Linked DNA regions of Rattus norvegicus: region 1 is linked to region 2. Evidence: chromatin contacts called from public Hi-C data. All regions are on one chromosome and are shown on one strand. Each heading gives the region's core, a stretch centred on a gene start, on an enhancer-like site or on the middle of the called end of the contact. The rest is flanking DNA. Distances are from core to core; before and after follow the strand shown. Region 1 overlaps Col1a2 (collagen type I alpha 2 chain). Region 2 has its middle 90 kb from the start of Col1a2.

Evidence for each region. Hi-C and Micro-C count contacts between places; a contact is called where the count stands out from the background.
Region 1: a contact with region 2 is called in a Hi-C map of the A7r5 cell line, with 13 times the contacts expected there. The contact joins two enhancer-like sites. A contact is called at or near these places in 7 of 12 Hi-C or Micro-C datasets (the A7r5 cell line, Schwann cells, frontal cortex and 3 more).

Annotation. Positions count from the first base shown.
Region 1 is chr4:33,539,286-33,543,663 of GRCr8, forward strand. It overlaps Col1a2 (collagen type I alpha 2 chain), which reads left to right. Exons shown (of 52, transcript NM_053356.2): 32 at 1,072-1,179; 33 at 1,840-1,893; 34 at 3,052-3,105; 35 at 3,839-3,892; 36 at 3,986-4,039; 37 at 4,119-4,226. Among named protein-coding and RNA genes, the nearest start is that of Col1a2, 23 kb to the left of the region's middle. Within about 2 kb of position 2,441, at least 9 of the 93 cell types and tissues checked have an H3K27ac peak or open chromatin away from gene starts, as enhancers often do. A contact at or near this core is called in the A7r5 cell line, where this site is marked.
Region 2 is chr4:33,426,492-33,430,801 of GRCr8, forward strand. No RefSeq gene overlaps it. Among named protein-coding and RNA genes, the nearest start is that of Col1a2, 90 kb to the right of the region's middle. Within about 2 kb of position 2,815, at least 16 of the 93 cell types and tissues checked have an H3K27ac peak or open chromatin away from gene starts, as enhancers often do. A contact at or near this core is called in the A7r5 cell line, where this site is marked.

The sequences.
Region 1 (4,378 bases), core at 1,191-3,690, 110 kb after region 2:
AGAACAATGACCATTTTGGAAAGTTTTTATTTCCAATTGCATGGTGATTTCTACCTCAGTTATAAACGATATGATTCCTGCGAACATAATTATTCCAAAAGGTAATTTGAAGAAGGAAAAAAAATCTTTGTCTAGAAGCTAAGAATGAATTAGTATGGTTTTACCCTTTTCCAATTACATTGTTCATGCTTTTCATTGAAACCAAGGACTACCCTCTACCTGTCTAGAAAATACATTTTGTTGTATCAGCATCTAACCCCATACAGTCAAATTTCCAAAAGTAGTGTAGTTTTTAATAGTGAATTTATAACTATTTAAATTAACTAAATACTACACTTACCCCAAAGGCACAAGTCTAAAAGTTGGTGTACCAAAGTAGATTTCTAGTTTAGTTTGAGTTTTTTTTTTAAAGGATAAGCAACTTATATGACTCCCAATTCTGGCCTTTGGGGGAACAAATGGAGAACTTGATTCAAAAAGATATTTCATTATATGGAAGGTATTAGAGGGGGGAATGAAAACAACATAAGAGGGAATCAAAGAAAGGAATATGATGACATTCAGTGGGGCTTTTAAAGGGATCTATTCATCTCAGTGGCTAGCCAACAGGTTTCACATGTAGAGAATTGTGAGGCTTAATATAAAAATGGAAGCTACATTCTCCACTCTTATGGAGACAATCATCTCCCAAACTGATGGGGTCTCCTTCTATGTCACTTGCCTGAGCTAAGAGACTTATCACTGAAAAGGTTTGTGGGCAAACATTTTTCAATCTCTCCTTCCCATTGTCCTGCCTTCTTCTTGTCTGAGCTTGCCTTCCTTAAGAGGACACGATGCAGGCTGCAGGAGAATAGCAGCCACCCACTCTCTGCCCTCTTCTCTTTAGCCATGGTGTCATTAATAGCGGGCCCCCTGTTACATCCTTCCTCCTTTCAGTGACGCTCCTTTGTGTCTCTATGCAGCCAAGAATGCCATCTATTAAACGTTTAAATTGGAATTCTTCAAGAGTTTCAGTCTTGGCTGTCTTCTTTTGCTACTGAAATAATTGATTTCACATGGTTTTCATTCCAGGGTGAAGCTGGTGCAGTCGGTGCTCCAGGCTCTGCTGGTGCCTCTGGTCCTGGTGGGCTTCCAGGAGAGAGGGGTGCTGCTGGCATACCTGGAGGCAAAGGAGAAAAGGTACTACTCAGTAATGGGCCTGGATATATAATAGCCATGAACTAACTCCAGGCAAGAAGGCTGTGCAAGGATCCACCGTGGTTTACAGTCCCTAGCAGGCGGTCTGGTAGCATTTTGACATCTATATGCCCCTCCCTCTGCTACCCAGCACCTACCCATGTCTAAACTCCCAAATCTGGCAAAATTCCTTGCTACCATGGAATTTCATGCAAGCAGATGGTGTTGAGTAATACATGAGGCTCATTTTAATGCCACTAACAATAATGCCTCATCCTGCCCTAATTAATGAAAGAAGCTCTATCGAACAGCTGTCAAACGTGCTATGGCATTCGTTATGTTGTAAGAGTGACCAGGCGCCACTGCCCGTTGCCATGTTGTCTTGTGATTTCAACCTCATCAATTTGAAGCTCGCTTCATGATGAATCAGAGGAATGTTTATTTTTTAGTATTCGGTAGTTATCTGAGAGGGGCCAGAAAAGATGAGCTTCCTACTGTTTTTCCCATTCAACATCCTATAAAGTGGTGGGAAATCAGAAAACACTGAAATTCTTAAAGGGTGGCCGGCATTATAGAAAAATTTTTGTCAAAGCACTCTGCAGTTCATTTCCACTCAAAAGTTTAGCTGGAGAGCAACACGTGGCTCTTGCTTTGTACTTACAGGGTGAAACTGGTCTCAGAGGTGAAATCGGCAACCCTGGTAGAGATGGTGCTCGAGTGAGTAGAATCTCTGTTTAATGTTTGTTTGTTCTTAAACTCTTATTTTGTTTTTTTTTTTTTTGTATCTTATTCCATTGGATTCAGCAAATTCACAAAGGAGACCTACGAAAGAATCCAATTTGAGGAAAATTGCAATCCATTATTCCCCAGATCACTAACAATATCATTTTACATGCTCCAAAGGAAAATAGAAGCATGACGCACCTTTGAAAATCACATCTTTACTTTCCCGACCTTCTTTGGTGTGAAGTATTCCAGCACCAAGCTACACACCGAAAGCTGCAGGTTTAGAAGACCACTAATGAATAATAGAGCTTTTAGAAAAACAATTCTCTCATTTAAAAAAAAAAAGCCAGAGTCCCCACCAATGTCTTACTATTCACCTTTCCACCTAGGACCTGAGAACTAAGCTCTGACTACCTTAGGTGTCACAGATGACCCCCCAAGGAAGTCTAATGACCTTCCTGAGCTGCCTTCACTCTGGCGCTTCCTTGGTGAGCTCTGTCACCTCTCCCTCCAAGCTGATGACACACTGTAACATATTCCTCCTATTCTTTGCCTTGAGTCACCTCATTCTCATAGTTCCAAATAAGGCTATGTGTTTGCTTCCCTCCAGGGAATCTTACAAAAGTGAAGGAATACAGAACTCCTGAGTCCTTCTCCTGCTCTAGCCTTTCACAAATCCATAACCCAGTTCCTTCCTCCTGAACTGACCTCTGAGAACCTTGATAACAAGTACCAACATAGATTAGGGCTTTCTCTTTTTCATTATTAATACAAGTGTGTGTGTGTGTGTGTGTGTGTGTGTGTGTGTGTGTGTGTGTGTGTGTGTGTGTGTGCGCGCGCGCGCGTATGTACTCTTGTTCACTTGCACCCATTGAGTGGATATGTGCCTGTACCATGACTAAGTATGGAGCTCAAAGGACAGATGATGAGTGTTTTCTCTCCTTCTATGGATCCCATATGGGTCCCATGGCTCAAACTTGGGTCATGAGGCTTGACTGCAAACACCTTTAACTGCTGAGTCATCTCGCTGGCCCTCAGGAGCTTTCTTGATGTCCTACCACAATGTGCAAAGTCCTATGTATGAGGACAGAGTTCAGTTTGGATGCTGTGTATTATTTTCAATAAGACCTATTTCCTTTTGGGTCCTAGGGTGCTCCTGGTGCTATAGGTGCCCCTGGTCCCGCTGGAGCCTCAGGTGACCGGGTACGTATGCATTTGAAATAAGTTGTATATGTTTTCATTGAGTTGTAACTCTCTGAACGGATAGCAGTATGTAGAATTCCCTGCTTGCCCTAGTCCCAAAGAGCCTCGGCAATTCATTTTTATGGCTGGGTCTAAAGCCTGCTTATTTAAAAAAGGAAAGAAAGAAACTGGCCGTTGCAGGAAACAAATGCTGCTTGTTTGGTGTTCTCTTTTCTTGCCTATGGACGTGCCAACTGCCTGATCTATACCTTAATCCCTATCATTTATTTTAAAGACTTTCCCTCTTGCCCATTAACAATATCCTAATGCACTAAGCCTTCTCAAAGCCTTCAATTGTAGAAAGGAAAAAAAATCAATAAAATACATAGTGTGCCCATTTCACATCGAACAGTTCATTTAAAATAGACCTTATTTATTGTATTGCAAAGATTGCAGCAAATAGATCAGTCCTGCATCCATCTAAAAATTAAAATGTCCTCCTACTGGTATTACGGGGACTGATTTATGGTGTTTCTGCAAGTGAAGCACCAATACCACTCTACCTTTTAAAATGAAGCCAGCCTTAAGTAGAGGAAAAATTCACCTCATTTTATTCTCTGAAATGTCCATTAGTCTCTTCCAAGGTAACTGCAAAGTGTGAGAACAACCCTCTTTCTACTGCTCTTCTTTCTTCCTCCCCCATCTACGTGAGGCACATTCAGCAACTCATCACTGGTCTTTGGTGCTGTTACAGGGCGAAGCTGGTGCTGCTGGTCCTTCTGGCCCTGCTGGTCCTCGAGGTAGCCCTGTGAGTAGATACCAGAGCTTTACGGATACTCATATTTTATGGTTTACAGACATCTAAGGAGCTGTGACTGTGACATCTTTATCTCCCACCTAGGGTGAACGTGGTGAGGTTGGTCCTGCTGGCCCCAATGGATTTGCTGGTCCTGCTGTAAGTATCACATAAGGGAGATTAATGTGACATCAGAGTGAGTCAGAAGGCCAGTGCTCACTGCTGTTCCTTCCAACAGGGTTCTGCTGGCCAACCTGGTGCTAAAGGAGAAAAGGGAACCAAAGGGCCTAAGGGAGAAAATGGCATCGTTGGTCCAACCGGACCTGTCGGAGCTGCTGGCCCATCTGTAAGTTGAATTCACTGTTGACCAACATACCCAAGCATTTTTATAGTCCAATATGTGCCCATAAAGTGCCCACTGTTTACTAAGCATTCCAGATAAAAGATTACATACACACGAGTGCATGTGTGTATTGTGTGCAACACACACACACACAC
Region 2 (4,310 bases), core at 1,565-4,064:
CTGGCCACCAATGTGTCCAGCAGTGTGGCCACTAGATGAGAATCTGTGATGTGGGGTGATGCAGGTAGGGGGCAGTACAGAGCACGCCTCAGAACCGCAGATCAAAGGAAGCAGTTGCTTGTTACTTCACACAAGGGAAACAGTGCTTGGAGCCCATCCCAGAATATTTGGTAGGATAGGCATCTTGTAGATGCTCAAATCTTGCATCATTCAAATAAAAAGTAACCAATAAAAGAGGAGTGATGGACATTAGCAGAGCCTCTGTTATATTCAAAGGCTAACAGAAACCCTGGGAAATTCAGGAATTAGGGAATATTTTTGTAAGCACTCAAAACATTTTATTTTATAATCTTATTGCTGTGTAGGATTAAAGTGGGAGAATTTCATATTTACTCTTTTTCCTCACAATGTATTCCCTCTATTGAGAATAGATTTTTTTTTCTTGCATAACGTATCCTGATTATGGTTTCCCCTCCCTCTGCTCCTCCCAGTTCCTCCCCATCTCCCTCCCATCTGAATCCACCCCCTTCCTGCTTCTCAGTAGAAAAAAAATAAACAAAGAGATTATTGTTGAAGGAATAATAATAAAATAAAATGCAATCAGATAAAACCAAAACTAGCACATTGGAACTGAATAGAGCAAACAGCAGAAGAAGAGCCCAAGAGAAGACACAAGAAACAGACCTACTCATCCTCACACTCCCATAAAAAAAAAACAAAAAAAACCCACTAATTTAAAAGACATAATATGTACACAAAGAAACTGTAGTGTAAAAAGAATATAAATATGTATAGATGGGATTACATTTTTAAAAATATTTATAAAAGAAAAAGAGAAAGACAGAACGCAACATTGGGAGACAAGGGACCCTCTAAAGATGCCCCTGAGCTTGACTGAGTTTATAGAAAACATGTTCTTGGAAGTTCGACAGTGCAGAAAAATGGGGCATCCTTGCCTAACGTATGTTTCTCATGTGTTATGCTCCCTCTATGTTTAATGCCTGGACGCCTACAAAAGGTACATTTCCTTTCAGTTTTTACAATTATTGTTTCAGAGTTAATTTTGGGCACCATCTGTTCTGAGATGGAAGATGAAAAGTTTCTTAGATGGGAGGGATGATTGTAGCAGCGTGAACTGTGATTTCACCGAGGAGTCAAAATCCTGAAGGTCCCAGGGTGCTGCCCGTGTTTCAGCGTCATCTCAGTACAGAAGAGAGAGGAGAGGAAGCTCTGGTGTCCAGTGAACACTAGAACAAGAAGCAAGCAGCATTCACTTATATCCCTGCTTCTCAGCTTTTCTATTTACTCTGTAGTTCAATCCCGCCTCCAGTGGCATTTCCCATGTGAGTAATTTCATTGTGTTCATACTCTGATACCTTGGCTATTAAACTGTATTGTTCTTATAATCACAGAGTGCTACTAAAATACTAGAGTTAAGTCTTCATAAAACAATAATAGCATTACCCTTAACAGCATATAAAATATAGTTTGCATACTCTATTGACATTCATTCACACTGAATCATGGCCTAATTTTGCATCCCACAATTTCTTAGGACCCTTAATATGCTCCTAGACTTTGTGACTGTGGTTTGGTTTTGACTGCACATGTCCAAATGTAAATGCAGTGACTGTTGATAATATGTCTTATGTAATATACAAAAATGATCTTGATTTGTTTTGCTACAAGCCAAGAGAGCCTTTGTAAACTGCCTGCATGCTTATGAATTTCCCTATCAACCTCATTGCCAATAACAGGATGACCATGGCGGGGTGTCATTTTTCTAAAGGATTTGTAAGGTGATGTCTGGTGACTATATCATGTGTGCTGGGCTACAAGGTGGGTTTGAGCTCATCAAGACTCTCTGGGGTAATTAGTCCTTTTTAGACATAAATATGAAATTTTGTTTATAGGCTCTTACAACCGAAAGAGACTCTAAAATAAAATCATTTCTAATAACTTGACTCCCTCTAACAGACCCCACTTCTATCTCCACAAGGGATCAGGGTCCCCCTTGTGACACTATCACCCACCCCCTTTCTGCTGGAACCCAGAGCTGCTGCAGTCTAAAAGCACCCAGTTTTATTTTACGTTCCTTTAAGGGAGAGCTGGCCTTTCTGCCATGGAGCTCCTTTTATTGCACATGCAGAGTAAGGGACACTGGAACAGAAAAGAATTGCTGTGGAGGAAGAACTGAGGCTTATATCATCATCAACAAACAAAACACACACACACACACACACACACACACACACACACACACACACAAACCAAAAAAAAAAAAAAAAACAAGAAAAAACAAAAACAAAAAAAAAAAAACTAGCTGCCCATAGCACATAATGGATTTCCCCAGAAACTGGACCAAACTGGTATTGACCAAGGATCAGTCAATGATGTCCAACAATGAATTGCCTCTAATGAGGACTCTAACATCTGCTTATGCTTCAGACCACAGCTCAAATCTCTCATCTTCCTTGATAACTATAACTAGCGTTAATAATTAATACCATTTCCCCTGTGTCCTGGGCAGTACATATAAATCTCTATTGTCACTAAGAGTTTGTCACCCAGAGGGATGATAAAGTATGTCCAGGCAAGTGACTGTATCTTATCATTTTTCTATCTTCGGTGTCTGGAACAGAAGAGCAGTTTAACAAATGTCTGAACGTAAAAGAAAATGTCAAAGAAAAACAGGAAGAAGATACATACAAGGGTATGAACATCAGGGGGCGTCAGAGAAAGATTGCAGAAGTGTATGAAATCTCATCTCTTTTTATGACGGTGGAAGCCTGTAAATGTAGCCAGACAGTCCTAACCAGGATTGTGAATTCATTTCTGAAAGCAAGGCAAGTTTAGTTGCTCTGGCTCCTCTGGTAACTCTGGCCAACATGATTTCAATTCTTTCCTGTTCCTTCTGGTAAGTCTCAACAATGAACATCCATCCTGTCCTTGCAGATGTAGCAACGGGCCTGCATTTTCTCTGGCTAGAAACCCTGTACTGTTCCATGACATTTTGTAGAAAGACATTGCAACAATGTGTTTTAAAGCAGATTGATTTTCCAGCCACTCTCTGCACTCTGCCGCTGTGTTCCTCTATCCAGTACTCAGTACTGTAGTCTTCACAAAGCAACACTAGAGGGATCAGCCTCATATTTTTCAGAGGCCTTTTGTGTCAGCCAAGCCAAGTACAATTAAGGCTGTTCCCAGAAGGAGGAACGGATAACGTTGGCAACTGGGCTGTACCACCCAGAACCGCAAAAAGAAAAAAGCTGCAAACGTAACCAACTGGTTTTCCTCAGCCTTTATGACCCAGAAAACCTACGTGGCATATTCGATGGCATTTTCTATGGTGAGAGGCAGTACTTTGGAAAATTATCTTTTAAAAATTAGCCAGATGTCCCTTGGGGGCTCATGAGAAAGTCTGCAACCTGGAGTGGGGGGGTGGGGGTGGATTGAAGCAATAAATAAGCAAACTTGTTGCTCAATAATACTGCCAATTTTTCTCCCCCTTTCTCTCTCTGTCTCTCTCTGTGTGTCTCTCTCTATGTGTCTCTGTCTCTCTGTCTCTCGTCTATCTGTCTATCTGGCTCTCTGTCTCTGTCTCTGTCTCTCTCTCTCTCTCACACACATACATACATACACAAACACACACACACACACACACACACACACACACACACACGATAAATGACGATAAATGTCAGATTTTTCCCAGCTGATAAGCACATTCAGATTTCAGACTAAAAATCCCCAATCGGACTAAGGCTGTTGATGAGGGAAAGACACACAAACTCCCCTCTTTGAGATAAGGTAGTAAAACAACCCCATACCCTTCATCCGCACATTTCGCTTGTCATTTTTGCTTCACCTGTGGACCAGAACATACCCATAACCGAACAAAACAAACGGTGTGGTGCTGGTGTTTATAGACGGATGAAAGGGAAGTAATCAGGCTGATGATCCGAGTCTGTCAGAACTAACAAGTTGAGTGAATCAGATAAAATTAATGAAGGGAGAAAAAAAACCATTTCTTGCCTGTAATGTCAGACAACACTGTAGCTTTAATTTGTCGATTTCACAAAGGCCTTCTGGGCTCCCGAGCTTATTCGGTTAGTGAATTACCTCGCTTGCTGATCCTCTCATCCCCCTGGTCCGTCTTAATTAATATAAAAACCATGCTGCTCTAATAATTTGATCAAACCATTTCTCTCCTCAAATCCTCGCAGTAGCTTTTAATTGCACTAAAACCTGGAATTCAATTTAAAATCGATACTCAGGCTGCGTCTGTGCTTTGGATGTTCTCGAGTCTC